Linked DNA regions of Oryctolagus cuniculus: region 1 is linked to region 2. Evidence: chromatin contacts called from public Micro-C data. All regions are on one chromosome and are shown on one strand. Each heading gives the region's core, a stretch centred on a gene start, on an enhancer-like site or on the middle of the called end of the contact. The rest is flanking DNA. Distances are from core to core; before and after follow the strand shown. Region 1 holds the start of ARL2BP (ARF like GTPase 2 binding protein). Region 2 holds the start of CPNE2 (copine 2).

Region 1 (6,083 bases), core at 436-2,935, 140 kb after region 2:
TTACGTCTCCTCCCCTTCAATCAGGGCTGGTGGGCTCTGCTTCACCAGTAGAATACGGTGCAAGTGGCACCATCCCAGTTTTCCAGTACCAACCTTTAAGTGACTGGCAGCTTCCACATGCTGTCTCTTGAAATATTTGCTCTCGGACTCAACCCCCGTGGTGTGAGAAAACCCAAGCATCCCCAGGAAGACCGACACATGGAGAAGAGCTCGGTCCATCCACAACTGAGCTCCTAGCCGAGAGCCAAAACTAATCTGCCTGTTGCTTGCAGGAGCTCCTTGGAAGAGCCCCCTCTAGCTCCATTCCAGCTGCACCAACTGATGCCAAGTGCCAGGCCCTGCCCAATCTGCCGATTATTAAGCGAAATAATTGTTCTAAGCCCTAAGTTAGAGCTGGGAGGACTTGTTAACAGCAATAGACATTTAGAGCAGAGAGTATATAAAATCAAGTTCCCTTTGTCCTCCACTCAGACTCCAATGACTTTGGGAGGGTGGGCAAGTTCATTTAGTCCAGAAATAAGTGTGGCATGTAGAGAAAGTAGGTCATGGGGAAATCTGCTGCTTTGCTCTGAGTTGTGTGACCAGTGTTTGGCCAAACAGGACTCTGTCCCTTATTCACTTTTTTAGATGCCGTCTTCCACCTTGATCTTACATTGTATGCAGTTGTCTCTGTAACCACCTTTAAAAAAAAATTTTTTTTTTTGAGAGGTATAGAGTTACAATGAGAGACAGAGAGAAAGGTCTTCCTTCCGTTGGTTCACCCCCCAAATGGCTGCTACGGCCGGAGCTACACCAATCCGAAGCCAGGAGCCAGGTGCTTCCTCTTGGCCTCCCATGGGGTGCAGGGGCCCAAGCACTCGGGCCATCCTCCACTGCCCTCCCCGGACACAGCAGAGAGCTGGACTGGAAGAGGAGTAGCCGGGACTAGAACCCGGTGCCCATATGGGATGCCGGCGCCCCAGGCAGAGGACCAACCAAGTGAGCCACGGCGCAAGCCCCTCTGTAACCATCTTAAGTTTCAAATCCTGACATTATTTTATGTCCATTCGGAAGTCTGTTAATTGATTCGGGCTGGTTCTCTGACCCTAGGTCCCTCTAGCCACAGACCACACCTTTGGGCAAAAGCTATCAGGCAGACTCTTAATGCTTAGTGGTCCGATCAAATCAGCTGGAATCCTTTTTCAAACTCTGGCCGTTTGGGAGGGGATTTTCCCTGCGGCAGGCTTATCTGATTTACTCAACGTGGTTCAACTTTTGACTTGGATAATTAGCCAAAGGGGCCATTCACTGAGACATCTTCATGCTGTAAATGACCCAATTGCATTTCTTGCGGTGTGACTGTCTTTCCACGAGGGGGGTGTGGCTGTGCGGCAAGTCAGATTTCTGTACTCCGGTTCAACAGATAAGGAACTGACTCTCAAGCGACTCAGCAACTTACAGTGCTTTTAAAATATGCTTTAAACTGGCCTTTTTAACCCCAATTTGTAAGCGAGGAAACTGAGGCTCTAGGCTTTGTCACCCACAAACCCCAGACGATGTGAGACAGCAGCTACAGACACTGCACACCGAGCCCCAACACCCATCCCCGGGAAGCTCCAGTATTCCTGGACTTCCTCTCCCTTTTTTGTCCCGCCCCTGACGTCGGGGAACGCGCTCCTATGATTGGCCAGAGCTCGCGAGACAGCGGAAGAGGCCCAGGTTGCTATGGAAGCGGGGGCGGGGCGCGGGACGCAGCGGTCGATAACCGACGTCTGGACTTGAGCGGCGGCGGAGGTGGCGCGCGCTGAGTGGCCTGACTGGGCGAAGAAGCCCGGCCGACGCGTGGCCGCCGCCGGGGAAGCTGAGGCCGAGTCTCCCTCGCAGGTGCTGACCCGGCTGAGTCGTGAGCGGGTCGCAGCCTGGAGGCGAGGCCTCTTCCCCGCCGGCCGACCGCTGTGCCCTCGATGCGGGTGAGGACTCTGCGGAGCGAAGCGGGGGCTGGGCCCAGGCTGCGGGCGGCGTAGTGGATGCGGCGAGGACGGCGATGGACGCCTTAGAGGAAGAGAGCTTTGCGCTGTCCTTGTGAGTGACGCCGCTGGGGTCCGGGCGGCGGGCGCTGGGCCGCTGCCCTGCAGGGGGCTGACCTCGGGGATCGGTGGAGGCGGCTGCTGCGGCCGCGGGACACAGCCGTGCGGAGTGGGTGTCAGCCGCTGTCACAATCCCCAGGCGTCCCACCGTTAGCGGGCAGCCGAGCCTGGCGGGTGTGGGCGGCCAAGGCCCGCTCTCCTCCTCCTCCTCCTCCACCCCCGGGGGGAGCCCTGACCCAATTCCCTCCCTGCCCAGTCCTCCACCCGCGCCAGGTTCACGCTTAGAGCGGACAGGCGTGGCGTGATAGCGAAGATGCGGTGAGTGACTCTGCAGCAGGCCGGTGCGGGGAGCCTGCCGGTGTTTGCGCCTTGGGTAATTGATGGTGTCCTGCCAGGTGTGCTGAGAGCGGACCCGTGCATTTAAACTTTATGTCACAGGTGTTTGGAATTGCTGGTTTCTACAGAAATCGGTCACCCTCGTTGACGCTGGGTGGCAGGAAGCTTGCTTTGCCTTTTCTTTTGTTTCTCTTGTGCATGTTGGGAAATGTCCATAATAACACATCTTTTAAACAACGGATTGTGTGACCCGGCGCCTAATTCAGGCCTTGTCTTGCAGCTCCTCCGCCTCCGATGCAGAGTTTGACGCTGTGGTTGGATATTTAGAGGACATTATCATGGGTAAGCGTCCACGCCACAGCCTGGCCTGGGTTCTCTCTAGTGCTCCGTGCTTTTCGGGACACTGAAGTGTTTAGAAGAAGCGTGCCCTGCGTGCTCTGTAGTGTAGGACAAGGTAACGCGAGGTCGGCCTTGCTGCAGTTTGCCTTAGAAACGAACAGCCCCTTGCACCTGGCAGCAACCTCTGGGAGAGACTGGGGCAGGGAGTGATTGTTTGGCCAAGCTCCAGCGAACATGGACCTGCTCTGTGTCATCTGTAGGGTAAGAGCGAGGTGGTTTTTAGATACATTGGAGTTTAGTATATTCCTGCCGAAAAATGGCGTGTAACCAGCCACAAGCACGCATGTCCATGAAGTAGACAGTGTCAGACTTGAGCTGCTTCTGTATCTTGCTGGGTTTTGAGCACCTGTCTGTGCATGCATTTTTTTTTTTTTTTTTTTTTTGACAGGCAGAGTGGACAGTGAGAGAGAGACAGAGGAGACAGAGAGAAAGGTCTTCCTTTTGCTGTTGGTTCACCCTCCAGTGGCCGCCGCACTGATCCGATGGCAGGAGCCAGGTACTTATCCTGGTCTCCCATGGGGTGCAGGGCCCAAGGACTTGGGCCATCCTCCACTGCACTCCCGGGCCACAGCAGAGAGCTGGCCTGGAAGAGGGGCAACCAGGACAGAATCCGGCGCCCCGACCGGGACTAGAACCCGGTGTGCCGGCGCCGCAAGGCGGAGGATTAGCCTAGTGAGCCGCGGCGCCGGCCCTGTGCATGCATTTTGTCCTCTGTAACTCTTGCTGAGTTACAAACAAGCAGTCACAGGCCCCAAAGGTTGGAAGCAAACATGTAGGAGGGAGAAATTTTTAGTGTCTTCTATTTTTTTTTTTTTAAGATTATTTATTTGAAGGGTAGAGAGGCAGAGGCAGAAGCAGAGAGAGAGTCTTCCATCTGCTGGTTCACTCCCCAAATGGCTGCAACGGCCAGAGCTGGGCCAATCTGAAACCAGAAGCCAGGAGCTTCTTCCAGGTCTCCCACATGGGCGCAGGGGCCCAAGACTTGGGCCATCTTCTGCTTTCCCAGGCCATAGCAGAGAGCGGGATTGGAAGCAGAGCAGCCAGGATTCGAACCGGCGCTCATATGGGATGCCGGCACTGCAGGCAGTGGCTTTACTCACTACGCCATAGCGCCAGCCCCTCTATTGACTTTTAAGTTTCCTGAGAATTAGGGAAAGAACTCTGTTATTTGGTGGTGTTGGCTGAGTAGCTGAGTCTGTTTCGTCTGATAGTCATTGTGTGAGGCTTAAGTCCATTGAAGGTTCATGTCCTGTCACCATTACACTCTCCATGCAGATCTGAGGATTGCAGGGGAACTCAGGGAATCCGCATAGTTCTCTTGCCAGTAAGCCTATATGCTGCGGAGAAATGAGCCAGCCGTCTGCAAGCCCTGGATATCCACCCCGACGTCTGGGTCCTTTCCGAAGCTCCCCTGGTGTTTTAGAAATAATATTCTATTGCATTGTTAAAGTGTTCTGTGCCCCAACAGAGGGTCAAGTTCCCTATGAACTAATCTCCTCACATGAATTCTCACGTGAATTCCACCCAGCAGCCCTACCTGTAGTTAGCTGCTACAAATCCTCCTCCTCTTCCAGGCGAGTGCCTGGGCCAGGTGTGAGCCCAGCATCTGCCCTCTGTCCCGTACTTGTAATGACTGCCCTGTCGCGGAGACTGCTGCTGACAGTGCGTTAAACTGAGAGACCCAATGCATTTCGTCACAGAAACGTGCCAGGAAAGAGTCCCCACGCCACCTCGTGCACAGGTGTTCCACATGGGCTGGAGGGTGGGGGTGACGGTCCCCCAGCAGTGTGAGCGGCTTAGGACCCGGAGCTGTACTCTCCACATGGCCTCGGGCCAGATTTTACGCATACGTTGCCACAATTTAAGAAGTCTGGCTGGGACTGTTTCAGCATCACGATCCCCTTTACCAGCTGCCTGAGAACCCACTTGCTCCCTGTGCAGTGGCTGTGGGGACGCAGCACCGCCGACTCCGCCCGCAGAGCAGGGTGGCTTTGTCGTTGGTGAAAGGTTAGCTGTCCCCTTGTGCTTCAGATGACGAGTTCCAGCTGCTACAGAGAAATTTCATGGACAAGTACTACCAGGAGTTCGAAGACACTGAAGAGAATAAACTCACCTACACGCCTATTTTTAACGAATATGTAAGCAGATTTTTTTTCTTTTCCTACCAGATTAGGGTTTCCTTAAAATTTGAATTTGGAATCAAAAGGGGTTGACATTTGCTTTTTACTTTAAATACACCACCAGTTGAAAAGTGAGAGTGAATGCTGAGACCACCTCGTCCCTGCACCCACTCCCAGCACTCAGTGCTGGAACCCAGGAACCTGCCCTCCTCACCCCTTCGCAGCCTCCTGGGACGACCTCCTGTGACTAGGAGTAGATTCGAGCCTCCGGGGGCTGGCATGGCTGAAGCAGCCTGCTCTCGGGGGACCCGTGACTGCCTCCATGGGGTGCTTCCTTATACACATCCTGTTTGACAGTAGGCCCCACAGAGTCCACTCCCCACTCCCCACTCCGTGCCTCCTGCACTGTGTCCGCCTGGGTCAGGGCCGTCACCTGGTACAGCGTGAATTCCTGCAGGTGTCTCCGCACTGGCACTCAGCAGAGCCCGACACGGACCAGGATCTCGGCCAGCGTTTGCCAGGGGCTGGAGGACAGGAGTTCTGGAAAGAAGTCTTGTTTCCCCAGGCCTGGTCTGACCGAGAGCCTTTCCCCTGTGGCAGATTTCTCTGGTGGAAAAGTACATTGAGGAGCAGCTGCTGGAGCGGATCCCGGGCTTCAACATGGCGGCTTTCACGACGACGCTGCAGTGAGTTGGCGTGGCTGGATTCTGTTTCCCTCCTTTCTCCTTCCCTAGCCTGAACATCAGACCGTCTCTTTTCTTCTTTTTTAATGTGAGAGCAGTTGGTGCTTAGGTTTGGGGTGGGAAGCCTTCAGAAACTTGAATGGGGGCAGGCATTGTGGTGTACTGGGTTAAAGCTGCCGGTCGGGTCGCCCACGGCGCACGTCAGAGCGCCTGGTTGGAGTCCAGCCCCACCTCGCTGGTCCACCTTCCTGCCAGTGCGCCTGGGAAGTAGAATGTGACGCCCAAGTGCCCGAGTCCCTGCCACCACAGGTGTTCCTGACTCCTGGCTTTGGCCTGTCCTGGCCCAGGCCGTTGTGGGCATTTGGGAACTGAACCCTGAATGGAAGATCCCTTTCTCTCTGTCTCTCCCTCTCTCTGCCTTTCAAATAAATACATCTTTGCTTTCTTTGTGAAGCATTTGAGTGAAATGTTAGACAGTT
Region 2 (6,016 bases), core at 309-2,808:
CTCCCGCACGCACAGTTCACCTGCACTGCGGGGGGCACCGTGGCCCAATACCACACCCCTAACTGTCACTTCATAACCTGAAAGACATGGCCTTGTTCCTACTCCTGGGCTCCCAGGAATCCCACCCCGTGAACATCTGCATATCACAGGTCTTCATGTGGGTCCTCCTGGGGACACACCTAGGAGTGGCACTGCTGTGACCGGCCTTGCCGTCTGTGTCCTTGGCCAGAGATCCAGGATTCCCCTCCCCTCACCACGCCCAACTTGCCCATTCAGCTGGCCTCTTAGAGGAAGCCTGGCTGAGCCCCAGGGCTGAGCTGGGTCTTCTGTCCCACCCCACCTCCAACTTCTGCACTTTTTATCCAGGACCCTAGACTGGCCTCCCGTAAGCCTCCTGAGCACTGTCCACCCCTGCGACTGGCTCTCCTGTTGGAAGAAAGGGATTTTGAGGGCAAAGAAATCCGGGAAGGCTGCCTGGAGGAAATGAGCCTGGAGCTGGTTCTCGGCTGGTTTTCTCCGGAGGGGGGCAGAGGGCTCTGACACTTTCAGAGGAAGGAAGAGGGGAGCGTGCATAAAGGCAGGCTGGATGGAGGAGAGGCAGGCTGGGGATCGCAGCTCGCAGCCCTGGGGGTGCTCGGTGGCCGCCCCTCCGAGGCTGCAGAGTGCCAGTGACTCACCCATGCGGCGAGGCTCCCACTTTAACCCTCACCTGCCCGGAATGGAAAACCCACGACCCAAACAAGCGCTAGACGTTAACCCTCTGCGGCCCACGGGCTCCCCGTCTGGAGGGCCTCCCGGTGAGCCGCACCGCACCCCTCGGCTGTCTGCCGCCCGCCCGGTGGTGAACCCGCCCGAGGGCGCCCGGAGCTTACGCCTCTTCTAGGGGAGCCAAGGGAGGCTCCAGACGCTCCCAGACGCCGATCAGCCCCGGGCCCCGTTCCTGTCCGTTGTGGTCCAGCCCCGGGCCCCGTTCCTGTCCGTTGTGGTCCGCTCGTCCGTGTCACAGAATCATGTCATCGTCCCTGTCTCCGGCGGCGAGAAAATGTGAGCTCTTTTGCTATAGAAACAACGACCAAACACACCGCGGTCCTAGCGCTGCCCAAGACCGCCCAGGGCCAAGCCCCGCGGCGCGTCCCCCGAGGGCGCAGAGGGGCGCCCACCCGCGTCTGGGGTCCAGCCGGCATCCGGAGCCCTGCCCCCCACCCCACGTAGGCCAGGGCTGAGCCCATCCCTCGGTTCCCGCGTGCAGCCCCGAGAGCAAAGCGCTGGGCACTGGAGGCGGCAGGCGCCACGGCGAAGCAGGCCTGGGGAGGGCGCGAACCCCCGGCGTCCCGATCCGCGGACTCCCAGCCTGCACCGTGCGGGCGCTGCGATTCGGGCCTCGAACCTTGGGCTCCGGGCGGGACAGCGCCCCCGCTGCGCTCGTGGGAGAGCGCTCGCCCCTTCAGGAAGCGCCCGCCTCGCCTCCCCGCTTCCCGCCCCGCAACCCCCCCTCGACCGGAGGGAGGAGCCCGAGCCGCCGCCGCCGCCGCCAGCCCGCCCGGCCCGGGAGGAGCCCCGGACCCCGAGCGACTGCGAGCGCACGCGAGCCGGCATGGCCGCGCGGGCAGGGCCCTGAGCCCGTCCCGCGCCCGCGGGCCCGGCCGAGCAAGGGAGCTCCCGGGGATGCCCCGGCGGCTCGGAGCGCGCGCAGCGGCAGCCGCGTGGTGAGGGCGGCGGCGCCCGCGGGACACACGGTGAGTGGGGGCCCGAGCGGCCAAGGGGAGGGCGGGGCCCGAGGGCTCTAGTTCAGCCCGGGGGCCCGGCTTGCGGCGCCCTTGGCGGGTCCAGGAGAGGCTGGGCCCCGCCTGGGGGGCCGCGGCGCCCTGCGTCCGGCCACCCGCGCCCACCCAGACTCTGGCATTTGAGTGACTCAGCTCCGCCCCGGCCACCCGGGGGCGCTCCGCCTCCGCCCGGACTGCGGGGCGGGGGGAGGGCGGACCGACCGGGTGCCGGAACGGGGTGCGCCCTCCGGGGTCCGAACCTAGGCTCTTCGAGGAGCCTCCGGCCTCGGTCGCGAAGCTCGGGAGGGCTGGCAGCGCGCCCCTTCCGCGTCCCGAGCCCCGAGCCCCGAGCCCCAGCCGCCTCCCCGCCCCAGCCCGTGCCCCGCGGAAGAGCCGGAGGTCGGGTTCCCAGCCCGGGAAGGGGAACCCGAGGGGGGCGTGGAACTGGGCGGCTTCCCAGAAGTCGGAGCGTGTTTGCAAACTAGTTTTTGCGCAAAAGCTGTCTTGGCACCTGTGTGAGGTGAGGGGGAGGGAACGAGGCCTTTTCTTCCAGTCCCCTCGGCGACGGCGGCGGCGACGACGACGGCTACGAGGGTTCCTTCCCCGAGACAGAAGGGTCTCCCGACCCTCCTCCCTCCTCCCCGCCCCCCGCAGTCGGCAAGCTCTCCTTTTGGGTAAGGGACCACGCCAGGGGGACTGTGATTTGCCCAAGGTCACGGGCAGCAGTTAGAGGTTCCTCTTACCGTCTGACTCCCGTGCCCCGAGTGTATTTGGGGTTCGGCAAAGGGCCGGGGCTCTTGAGAACTCCCCGCGGGGCCAGTTATTTTGCCAGCACTGGTGTTGGCTCATCTGGGGGTGTGAGCCATGGCCAAGGGCTGTGGGCTTCTTGGGCATCCACAGCGTCAGTGGCTGTTGGCATCTTGCCAGGCAGGGTCTCCTCCTGAGAACCCCCCCCAGGCCAGCATCAAGGTCTCCCCTCTCCCCTCCTTTCAGCCCTGCAGACTGCGCGGGGGCTGCTGCGTCAGGGGAGAAGCACTCCAAGAATCCAGCTCTCTCCCCCTTGGGCCACAGAAAAGGCAGCGTGGGCTCCGTGGGAGCCTGGAGGTCGGGTGACCCCGCGATCATGGCTGGCACCCGCGGGGGAAGGGGCCACCAGATCCTGTGGCAGCTGTTCACTGTCCACAGGGGAGCCGGTGGGGTCCCAGGGTGCCTCCCTGCCCCCAGTCCGTGTCCTCTGCTCTGGCTGGGCCGTCCAGCCCCAGCTCCCATTAGGGTCGAGGACACTGCAGTTCGGGGTACAGGTAGCCCCCAGGTGTGACCTCTGAAAGCTGCAGCCGTTGCTAGGAACACCGACTTCTGACCAGCAGCGGGGTCTTGGCTCAGACCCTCTTCCCGTCTGGGCCTCCTGGTCACCCTCTGTAAGACGAGCCGGTCACCACGCCCTGCCTGCCTGGAGCCTGCATCCAGACGTAGGGGAGAGGTTTCATGGCAGTTCTGTTGGCAGGGGGCTCCGGAAGTACCCCCAGGCAGGGGACACACTGGCTGGGGCAGGACAGGTCATTCTAACAGCCTTCTCCATGGAAAGGACCCGGGGCTAAGGAAGTGGACAGGGCTCTCTGCCTCCACCACTTCCTGTTTGCAGGCCTTCGCTCCCCACAGGGGCCGGGGATTTTAGCTGCTGGGACCAGGGCACTGGGGAGGGGGTGGGTGTTCTGCAGAGGCAGGTGCACTTTGTGAGAAGCAAGAATGGGGTATGGTGGTGCTTCCGGGGACCCCTCAAAGCTCAGGGCGCCGTGTGAAGGCGGTGGCCGGGAAGCCTCAGTCTCTAGAGCTGTGCACTGGGCCGGTGCTCTGGCTGGAGACCTTTCCCGCAGTTGTGTGTTTCTTTAAAGGGAGTTGTGAGGTGAGTGACAAAGGCACGGCTTCTGCGCAGAGCACTGCTGGCACTGGGAGCCCACTGTCGCGTGTCATTGTCGCCGTTCGGGGGAATATTAGGAAGCCTGGTGTGGCTAAGTGCTCTCGGGGTCCCTCCTGGGACTCTCTCTGGCCAGCCTTCTCTTCCTCCCGCCTCCCTCCCTGGCGAGAGGAGCCTGGGAATCCAAACGTGGGGGCTTCTGGGCTGTGCCAGGGGCAGGGGCCTTGGGCTGGAGCCGCAGGGCAGTAAGGAGTGAAGAGAAAACGAAAACCAAGAAAACGCTCTCTGATCCTTCTCATTCTGGTCTGGGCTGCAGCACTATTGCCTGGCAAGGCCCCCTACTGAGAAGGCCCCGCCCAGCATCGGGGTCTCCCTGGCTGCCTTACCGACAGCACAGAGTGGGGGGCTGCGTAATGCAGTGCTCGCCCCCTTGGAGCCAGCAGGCCAGGTCACCCTGTGGTCTTCCGTGGCAGGAGCTGGAGAAGGAACCATCACATCAAGTCTCACCTGTCACCGTCCAGTGCCTGCCCGGGGTCGCAGGTGCCACCCTGCTCCCAGGGTGGCAGAGACCACCCTTGTCCACCCGCGCCGGGGGCCGTCCCCGGGGGCGCAGATGGACTAATTGGCCGGATCCCTGCTCGCCACTGCCTTCCCTTGCTTTGTCTGTCTCAGGGCCTTTGCCGCTCTCTAGTCACCACGCAGCGGCTCCAGGAATGGGCAAGAATGGTCTCTCCCTTGTTCACGGCTTTGTCCCGGTGCGTGGACCAGGGTCTGGCACATCGTAGGTGCTCAGTTAGTGTTGGTGCAAGGACTGTGTCCGCCCTCACCATAGCCTCCTGCTGAATGAAGTCTGTGATGTTGGGTGATGGAGCCTGGGAGAATGATGAGCCTGGCCTCTGCGGTCCCTGCAGGCGTCCCTGCCTCCTGTGCTGAGTGCTGGGCAGGGGACGCTGCAGCCAGTGAGAGGAGACGCTCGCTCAGGAAAGGGGTGTGTCCCCGAGAAGGTGGGATTAGCATGTGCCGGGGAGAATCACCCACTCCCCTAGAGACCTGGGCCAAGTCTCTTAACCTCTCTGGGCTCCGTTTCTTCATCTCACAAATGGGCATGCTCGGGACGGGCACTCATCCTGCAGCTTTCTGCGTGAAGTCCTTAAGACGGGGCTTAGAGACCGCAGAGGGCCGTGGCCAAAGCTGGAATTCCTTGCTCATGGTGGCTTCGGTCCCCGCCTTGGGGGCGGGGGTGGGGGATGGAAGGAGTCGTTTAGTCACTCAACAGATGCTCCTGAGCAGTTCCTCTGGGTCCAGGGCTGTGTGTGTGCTGGGGACACACCCACGATCCACACAGACCTGGTCTAGGACAGAGTAGGGGACAGAGCAGGACAGGAAGTGACAGAGACAGGACGAGCCCTGACGTGGGGTGGGGGGCAAGGCCCTGAAGAGGATGCAGGGGTTGAATGGGGGGGTGGGGCAGGGAGGCCTCTAGCCAAGCCTAGCACTTCAGTGACCAGAAGCCCCAGGGGACCAGGGCGTGGGTTTCTGGTAGCCCTGCCACACCTGGAGCCCAGCTGGTACTCACTGGGTATTTCTGAAGGCAGAGTGCCCCGGGCAGAGGAGAGAGCACACGCAAAGGCTCTGAGGTCGGGCCAGGTGTGTTCCGGGAGCTCCTTGTCCCTGCGCCTTGGCTCTCTTGTCTGTCTCGGCCGGAGCTGGTGGCATCGGGCCTGGCAGGCACGCCTGGCTGTCTCCTCGCCAACACACAGGAGAGAGCACGCTCAGCCCCAGCAACCTTTCAGAGACAGCCGCCCGGAGTGCCCACCTGGGATGGGCGTGCTGTGCTGGTTCAGAGCGCGGTGGGTGCTGGGAGCTGCCTGCTTCAAGCTCAGGTTTGCCGTGCACCACAGCTGAGTGCCCCAAGGTGGGTGGCGGCAAACAGTTCAGAGGTGTGCAGGGCGGTGCTCCTTCTGCGGCCTGGGGCAGGATCCTTCCTGGCTTCTTCCGGCTGCCGGAGGGCTTGGGGCTGCCTCACTGCGGGCTCCGCCTCCTGCCACCTTCCTTCTGTGCCTTCCTGGTGGTCTCCTGGGACCATCAGCCGTGCTGGATGAAGGGCCCGCCCTAAGGGCTGTGTGACTCCATCTGTATTAATCACACTTGCAGTGCCCCGTTCCCTAACAAGTCCCCATTCTGGGGCCCCGGGGGGTATTGTTAGGGGAGGTCCGGCTCAGCCTCTAACAGGTTCCGTAGTCTCTTAGTGCCTCAGCTCTCTTTACAGATGTAAAATGGGGTGATCGCCTGACCATCCGGTCAGTGCTGTGAGTTGCACCTCCTCAGGGAGGACTTC

What was found. Hi-C and Micro-C count contacts between places; a contact is called where the count stands out from the background.
Region 1: a contact with region 2 is called in a Micro-C map of ear pinna, with 6 times the contacts expected there. The contact joins the promoter of ARL2BP here to the promoter of CPNE2 in region 2. A contact is called at or near these places in 2 of 6 Hi-C or Micro-C datasets (ear pinna and psoas muscle).

The regions. Positions count from the first base shown.
Region 1 is chr18:40,857,736-40,863,818 of mOryCun1.1, forward strand. ARL2BP (ARF like GTPase 2 binding protein) reads left to right here and starts at 1,686. Exons shown (of 6, transcript XM_002711539.5): 1 at 1,686-2,061; 2 at 2,683-2,744; 3 at 4,833-4,939; 4 at 5,522-5,607. The coding sequence starts at 2,024.
Region 2 is chr18:40,722,804-40,728,819 of mOryCun1.1, forward strand. CPNE2 (copine 2) reads left to right here and starts at 1,559. Exons shown (of 17, transcript XM_051846795.2): 1 at 1,559-1,736. LOC138846395 (a long non-coding RNA gene) reads right to left here and starts at 1,369. Exons shown (of 2, transcript XR_011383872.1): 1 at 873-1,369.